2 separate regions of the Bombyx mori genome follow, and region 1 is linked to region 2. A link is a contact called in public Hi-C data. All regions are on one chromosome and are shown on one strand. Each heading gives the region's core, a stretch centred on a gene start, on an enhancer-like site or on the middle of the called end of the contact. The rest is flanking DNA. Distances are from core to core; before and after follow the strand shown. Region 1 overlaps LOC101740483. Region 2 overlaps LOC101740483.

What was found. A called contact is a pair of places that touch in the nucleus more often than the background predicts.
Region 1: a contact with region 2 is called in a Hi-C map of middle silk gland, with 2.0 times the contacts expected there. The contact joins two enhancer-like sites. A contact is called at or near these places in 2 of 7 Hi-C or Micro-C datasets (middle silk gland and whole pupa).

The regions. Positions count from the first base shown.
Region 1 is chr11:1,918,534-1,922,712 of ASM3026992v2, reverse strand. It overlaps LOC101740483, which reads right to left. Exons shown (of 44, transcript XM_038013735.2): 41 at 3,872-3,980; 42 at 1,890-2,656; 43 at 1,146-1,227; 44 at 1-319. The coding sequence ends at 72. Among protein-coding and RNA genes, the nearest start is that of LOC101736607, 22 kb to the left of the region's middle. Within about 2 kb of position 2,017, at least 5 of the 8 cell types and tissues checked have open chromatin away from gene starts, as enhancers often do.
Region 2 is chr11:1,882,343-1,886,885 of ASM3026992v2, reverse strand. It overlaps LOC101740483, which reads right to left. Exons shown (of 44, transcript XM_038013735.2): 9 at 3,773-3,909; 10 at 3,110-3,235; 11 at 1,956-2,073; 12 at 623-689. Among protein-coding and RNA genes, the nearest start is that of LOC101740483, 13 kb to the right of the region's middle. Within about 2 kb of position 3,240, at least 4 of the 8 cell types and tissues checked have open chromatin away from gene starts, as enhancers often do.

The DNA.
Region 1 (4,179 bases), core at 768-3,267, 37 kb before region 2:
AACATCTAAAGAGTCGCGTCAGTTATTAAAACGTCACGGGACGTGCGGACAGCGCGGGCGACGGTAAGCGACTAGAGTTTGTTGTGTTTCAGTGCGTTCGCGATGTCCCTCACGTCCAGGCAGACCTTCGGCTTGTGCTGGGGCGGCTCGAAGTAGAACTCGAAGCGCTTGAAGCTCTCGATTTCTCGTTCGGACAGGTCCAGCGATGATAAGTTGGTTATCGAGGCGTCGGGGAGGAACACGCTGGACTCGTGGCCGGCGCCGGGCGGGGGGTGCCCCACCGGACCGAAGCCGCGCGGGGGGACCGGGGGGGGCGCGTCTGGGGGAAGCATTACAAGTCATTAATTAGCGATACAGTTAACCGTGGTCACACCGATACTGTCCTCCACAAGTGCAGACCTTAACTGTACCAGTTGTTCGAATCCCGCACGTATTAATTATTCTATTGAAATACTTAAATACAACGGTAGACTTTTTGGCGGGAACGCGAGGAGTGAAGTTGTGTGATGTGTTTAATTTTGTCTAATTATTGTTTCTTCAGGTTTAAATGTGTAATAACGGTGGTTTATTAACTGTTTAGTATCTGTAAAAGTGCACAAATGTGGGGAAATTAAAGCCGCTGAACGTTAATATTCGGGATCCTCCAAAAAGTCCACTGAAAAAATCTCAGTAAATTACTACCATTTTACTGAAATTATATTTCATCCCATATCATTTCATTTCATTTCGTTTTTAGTACAAAAATGTTATTATGGAGTGTAATGAAAGGAAATGAAGATGATTAATTGACTGGGATGAAATATAATCTCAGTAAAATGGTGGTCATTTACAGAGATTTTGTTCAGTGGACTTTTCGAAGGATAAGTTACTATAGTAGTAATAGTACTATAATATAATAATATAGTATAATAGTAGTAAAGTATAGTAGTTAATCCTGATAAGTTACGTCCGGCGGCTTTGTTTCATTTTCCCACATTTGTGCACTTTCAAAGATATTAAACAGTTAATGAACCACCGTTATTACACATTTAAATCTGAAGAAACACTAAATAGACAAAATAAAACAAATCACAAAACTTTACTCCTCGCGTTCTCGCGAAAGTCTCGTCGATGGTCTACACTGACGGAGTTGGCGGCCCACCGACCTGGCTGCGCGTGCGGGTACATCGCGTCGGGCCACACGTGGCGAGGGTCGTCCAGGGGCGCCGCCTCCACAGGGCTCCCGTCCTGTAACAAGTGAACAATCATCGCAACTTGAATTTCATTAGTTTGGATTGTGATATCCGGTAAACACATTGAAGGGTGACCTGGTGTCCAGTGGTTACTGGAGCTCTAAGGTCTCAAGTAACAACGGCTGCCCCACCCTTCAAACCGAAATGCATTACTGCTTAACGGCAGAAATAGACAGGACGGTGGTACCTACCTGTGCGGACTCACAAGAGGTCCTACCATCTGTAAAACTTCAGCAGAGCTTCGTAAATAAGTTTTCACCAAGTGTACAATATTTAAGAATAAATAAATAATTAAATAGCGTATATCTCAATTTACCTCTTTCTGAACTTACTCTGACAGACAAAATAATACTATCCAAAAACACATAGGTACGCTAAATATAGTATAATATATATAAATACTAGCTTTTGTCCGCGACTTCGTCTGCGTGGGATAGTTACTTTGGCGTAACGCTAAATTTTATCCCCCAACTCCATTTACGTAGAAAGTGAAAATATTTTAAATTATAGAATGTTACAGAGCTATTTAAACCCATATTTTGAAACATTCTTTATTGTTGCTCCGCTTGTATTGGTCTTACCATGATGTCATATTATATATTCCTCGATAAATGGGCTAACCAGTAAAATAGCTACGAAACTAAATTCAGTACTAACCGGAGTCTTGAAGAACTTGGAATCGCTGACGTGATGAACGGATATTTCGCTGTTCAGCTTCGAGCCGACCCTCAAGCGCTGGAAGTACGGCAGCGAGTCACCGTTGGCCAGGTGGTGCTGTCCGGGGTCGTCCGCCTTGAGGTCGGGCGCGTCCCTCGAGTCCGTGAAGAGGGCGTTCCGGAACAGATTCCCGTCCTCCTGACCGAAGGGCGTGTAGAGTGGGCCGGCGTAGTCCGCCGCGCGCACCGGGTCCGGGCGCTGGTTGGCGAATAGAGACGCACCGTTGGACTCCGGGCGCGTGCCGATCGGGTTGGGGCTCGTCTCTAGCCTGGACTCCGGCCGGGGGAAGCTCCTCAGCCTCCCCTCGTCGTTGCTCCTGAACAGCGAGTACCCCTCGTCGTTGCCCTGGGTGAAGGAGGACAGGCTGAGCATCCTGTCGTGCAGCTGGTCGGGGCGGGGGTGGGGCGCGCGCTGCTGGTGCATCATCGACATGAGCGGGTTCCGGATGGTGTACATCCCGTTGGAGGTGGGCGTGATGGTTGCCTGGCAGGCGGCCGGCGGCATGGGTATGGGCTCCGGTATCCGCAGCTCGCTCTTCTGCTGCTGCGGCTCGGCGCTGATCTGCACGGGCGGCAGGTCCGGGTGGAACATCGGGTTCCTCAGCGTCACCATTTTGGTGCCGTCCCGGGACTCGGGAAGTTCGGTGGCGTTCTTTTTCGCCTTCTTCTTGGACTTCTTCGACTTGGTCGCTTGCGGAGACGGTGCTTCTGGAAACCATAGTATAATATTAATGTTGTACACTGTACCGATGGAGAATGAATTATTTTAATTTTACTGTATACAATCAAACAATACTCAAAGTGACAGCGTGTCTAAATCTTAATTGTAATATCTAACGATTTCCTCACTCTTCAAACTGGAATGCAGGAATGTTTCGTGGTAATTATAGGCAGAACAGGGTTACCTACCCGTGTCGCCCCACGGAATACACTACTATACCAGTGCTATAAAGTGCAATCCGATAATAATGTTGAAATGTGTGTATATAAATATTTTTAATATACCAATAAAAACAAAACAGTAATTTTTGAGTTATTCTTAATAAAGCACATACTTGATACAATTAATTGACTTCACCTACATTGCTGATAATCTCCTATTAAATTTATAGTTATACTAGCTGGCTCGGCAAACGTTATCTTGCCATATAAATTATTTCTAAGAAAGATAAATAACCTAGATACCGACTGCAGCGCCGTCTGACGGACCGATTAGTGAATCTAAGCCATCCAGGGCGCCACACAAATGCATACAAAAAAATCATTCAAAACGGTCCAGCCGTTTAGGAGGAGTTCAGTAAACGTACAGAAAGTAACGTACGTATCAAAGTTTTGTTTGTTATATCGAAGGCTGAAAGGAAAGCTGGATTAAGCGACATTTTTAAAACTTTACATTCAAGTCTTTACTTTATAGAAAAACTTTCTTCAGCTATTTGAACGGAGTAAGCTTAATTGAAGTTCAATTAAAAACCATCGAACTGGAACCATCGTTCTGATACCGAACTGATGCTGATACTGAATAAAACGGATCTTTAATTACAAAGATAAATGTCGCTTATACCAGCCTTTCACCCTTCAATATGTTAGAAAAGTTTTGGATAATCTACGTATAATATACTACGGATAATATATAACTAGCTGTACCCGTCCGCTTCGCTGGGCATTTAAAATTAACATTATTATTTCTCACCCCCGCAAAGATTCTCATCATTAACGCCCCCGCAACTGGTGTAGGGAATCCAACACTCATAAATATTAGCCTATCCATTAAGTACATGTATTTTCTACGTGGATACTAAGTTTCAAGTCAATCGGATGCATGGTTCAGTAGTCATAACGGAACATCCGTAAAAATCACTGTAGATTTATATATTAGTATAGATTTTTATTGGCTCATAGGTCGACACCATTAGGCGTTGTTACCTGGTTGGCTGGTGGAGAACATCATGAGCGAGGGGTCCGCGGTGATGAGGGGCGGCGGGCGGGCGATGGGCGTGGGCGTGGCGGCCAGCTGACTTCCTTTCCACAGCGGCTGGAATTGACAAAGGAAATGCTAACTTAATTGTTTAAATGGGTGGACGAGCTCACAGCCCACCTGATGTTAAGCGGTTACCGGAGCCCGTAGACATCTACAACGTAAATGCCGCCAACCACCTCGAGACATGAGTTCTTAGGTCTCAGTTTTTAAAGTACAACGGCTACCCACCCCAGCTTTCAAAGCGAAACGCATT
Region 2 (4,543 bases), core at 1,991-4,490:
GAAAATAACTTTTAATAAATTTAAATTAAAAATAGCGTAAGAAAAAATGATTTTATTGTAAAAAAAAAGCGTGGGGTGCATGATATCAGTAGTTATATTTTATGAACAAATTTGAGTAGAAGGGTTATCTTGATAACATCCTGAAAAGCTATTATTATCCTATTATTTATTTTTCATTTTTTAGTTGAATTTAAATTTTTTCAATGTTTAATATTCGAAAACGAAGTCCATATCAGAGGAAAATTGCTATGAAATTTTGAACATAAATATATTATTTACATTTAACAAAAACTGCTTTTATATGAAGCCATGTGAAGTTCTCTTTGTTTATGCGAATACTTTTAAATAAATTATGGAAACTAAATTTTTGAATACATTATATAATAACACTGATATAAAAATTATCATGAAGAAGTCATCTCGCCATACTGCACGTGGTCAATGACCTCTCTCGTCAGCTGTTCCAGTGCGTGTCATTGACCCTCCTCGTCAGCTGATTCCGTGCGGGTCATTGACCCTCCTGATTAGCAGTTCCCCTGCAGGTCATTGACCCTCCTCATCAGCTGTTCCCGTAAAGCCCTACATAATGCTTTGTAAAGCTAATCTCTAAAGCTTTACTCACCTTGAACGCAATTGTGGATGCTATTTTAAAATTTTCTAATATCTTACAGAAACGATCCACTGCATGTCTGGAACATAATAAGATTCGGTTTGCATATTTATTATATCAAAGATTATTAATATTATATAAGACGCACGCGCCAGACGAGACCAGAACATTAGTTGTTATCGTAAGATTATAGATTCCCCCCAAGTAGTCATTCGGTTTGAATTTTAGGGCCAAACAGTCATTATAATATACTCAATTGCAGAGAAACAGACGTCAATTGGCGTTTCACTCCTTCGTTCGTCGCGTTTAACCTGTGAGCTTCGATAATTACTTAACAATAGGAGAGAGTCGCATTCAGCCTATGGGGTTCAATAATCACTTAACAATAGATGAGTTGATTCAACCATGTGCGCAAATAGAACTTATATCAAGGCCATAGGATACCTTTGAATGATTTTTTCATCCATAAAAACAATCGTACCTTCACAGTGTCAGAGAACAATGGGCTGTCTGTGAGTTACGGTGACTACTTACCATCAGGTAAGCCATGTACTTGTTTGCCTGTCAATCGCTTGTCAAGACACGGGTAATCTAATCACACATTTCACTGTTTCTCTTGTCTATACTAATATTATAAAGAGGAAAGATTTGTTTGTTTGTTTGTTTCGAATAGGCTCCGAAACTACTGGACCGATTTGAAAAATTCTTTTTCCATTAGAAGCCGACATTGTCCCTGATGAACATAGGCTACTTTTTTAATTTTTTATTTATTTATTTTTTTTGGTTTCATGTGTGTTTTAATGTTTCCGAAGCGAAGCGAGGGCGGGTCGCTAGTATATTAATAAAATAAACACATTTGACAGTGATAATGTTACTTAACTCTGTTCATACATACAGGTCGTATATTTTTCTAACATGTTGACTTCCGTGTAGGCCACCGGTGCCCTACGCGGCGCACTAAAGTAATTAGGTAGTTAGTATTTAGGTCGATTTCTGTTACTAAGTTCTTCTTTTTTGCTAATATTTTAGTCTTTTAAGCCTCTTAGAAATAGATTCATTCTTAGTATCTTCAGATTCATTTTTCCCAGAGTCTACTAGATATTCCGTGCTTTAGTAACATGATCGAAAAGAGAAACCGATATAATTACTTTAGTGCGCCACGTAGAGCACCAATGACCTACATACATGGCAGTCACCATGTTAACTCTTGTTTTTCAAATCTGGTCCCAGCCTACGTGCGGACCGTGGACCACACTCGAATTCGTAGTATCGTCGCTTCACAATACTCATTAAATTTTCAATAACAATACCATTCCCTGACATACATATATAAATTTATACGCACTCTTTGTCCATTGGCTGATCGTAGCTTCGACACAGACATATCTTGTCGACTATCTGTTCTGTTGTCTTGCTCTCCTTTGCCAGACGTATCAACTGCTCGTACACAATGGTAGCTCCGGCTGGAATTAGACTTTTTTTTTATACACAGCAAAGAGACTAAGACGATTTTCATTTTAAGAAACAACTAAACGATAATCTTATTAGTGAAAATTATTATCACAAAATTGATTTTCATAGGGACGACATTGAAAATAAATGGATTTTTTAATTATTAGTTGAATTATGTATGAATTAATGGCAAATTATATAATATTATAACATCTTGCAAAATACTGACAGTTACGTAACCAAACCCGAAACTAAACATTACCGATATTCACATTTAAAAGCGTTCACTAGTTCCAGTTTGAAGTATGTCACAGTCGCTGAACTATCCAAAGTCGATTGACAGTGACAGTCGAAACAGTGACGTCACAGACGATTAAACACGTCACCCCAGATAAACATACAGACATGCTCGGTCGGTTGCGGCATCAACAATTACTAGCGCACCATTAGACAGGTACGTATAAGCGGTCCAAATCTGACGGTGTTTCGTAACAAATGTATTGAAGTTCTAAGGAGACACACAATACTAACGCCTGTAGAAGTGCCTCGTGCTTCGGCATCCTTCGGCACCCTTCATCCAATATCAATAAGACGTAATACATGATGGTATTTGTACTAAATGTACCCGGCGTAAAATTTATAAGCAAAAAAGTTTTTTTTTTCATTGCTCAGATGGGTGGACGAGCTCACAGCCCACCTGGTGTTAAGTGGTTACTGGAGCCCATAGACATATAAGTTTTAAGGTCTCAAGTATAGTTAAAACGGCTGCCACACCCTTCAAACCGAAATGCATTACTGCTTCACGGCAGAAATTGACAGGGTGGTGGTACCTACCCGTGCGGACTCATAAGAGGTCTTACCACCAGTATCATATACGTTTAATTTTCTCAAGATAAAGAAATATTTGCGTCCGTAAACTGCCAGTAATTGATTACATAGCAGATTTACCGGCGTTGCTCGTGGCTTGAAACAACAAGGATAAGTGTTCAGATGAAAAATCATCAGAAATGTATTTTACACATTTTCAGCCACCTTCAGGTCACTTACCGTCCTCGTGGGACATGAGGACGGCCCTCAGTCTGGGCAGGTCCCAGTGAGCGAGATGGCACGTGGTCTGTCCCGCTTGCACGCCCAGCGACCTGACCACGCCGACCGCAGCAGCGCTCAATCCACCTGGATTCAGATGCATTACAATATTATATTTAAGGTTCAGGTCAGCTAGGTAAGGTAAGGCCATCTGTCAATTAATGTGAAACAAAATAAAATTTATTAGCTTGGGCGTGAGAGTAGAAATTAACTATATATTATCTATATATTATTACATGAAGCAAAAACTGTGTACCCCTTTTTACCAAAATTATGCAGACGGAGGAGTATGTAATTTCCCACACTTATAGAAAATATAGACGAGTGCACAGTGCTAATATTTTTTTAAAAATAATGCATACAAAATAAATTAACCAACAAAGAAAACATTACACAACTAACATGTATTTCTCACACACACACTCTTAAAGACTATTATATTTTGTTTATTGTTAAAGCCTGTGGTCAAGTGGAGAATAGATTAATATTGATTTCTTTAATATTATTTGTTTTAGCGAAATCTGTGATTAAAGAAGTTAAAGTCTTTGACGTCTTATCCTTTAGGCCACGACGACGTCCTAACACCACCAGTAAGACTAGTATATATATATATAGACGGCGTACCGTGCGCCAGCGACCAGACCAGGTCTCGTATGAAGACTGCCAGAGCGGCGCTGTTGTTGGCCGTGCAGAGGCACAGGCGGCAGTGACACCCGAACCTCGCGCGGTACACCCAGTCCTCAGACACTCGCTCCACGGACCTGAAGTACAAAATGTACAAATTTAAGTATCTTAAGACATCTAAGCGATAGGCAGCGGCCTGGCTAGGCCCCTGACATTGCTAAGGTCCATGGACGACAGTAAACACTCACCATCAGGTGGACCGTATACTCGTCTGCCTACAAGGACAATAAAAAAAATTGTGTGACGCCAGAGCTAGAGAGAGATAGCTATATGACAACACGAGATATATGATAGATGCCTGAATCTCGCTTGGGACAATTTTAAGATAGGCTTACATATATACAAGTTCCGAACAACATCATTCGATTAACCCACAGACACAGCCCACTGAGTTTCTCGCCGGATCTTCTCAGTGGGTTGCGTTTCCAATTCTCTGGTAGATTCTGCGAAGCACTGCTCTTGCTAGGGCTAGTGTTAGCAACATCTTCAGGTTAACGCCCCGTGAGCCCACCTACTCGCTCAGTGATGCTGGTATAACCGCTCGAGGTAAGCGGCATAATTAGGAAAGAAGAAAAAATAAAAAACATTCAGACAGTCTGTCTATTGTGCAATCTCACCGGCTCAAAGGAAGATCTTCCTTTCGTCATGAATACTGACAAATCAAATGGAAGTAGCATTGGTCAATAGACTGATTGTTTATTTTTATACTTA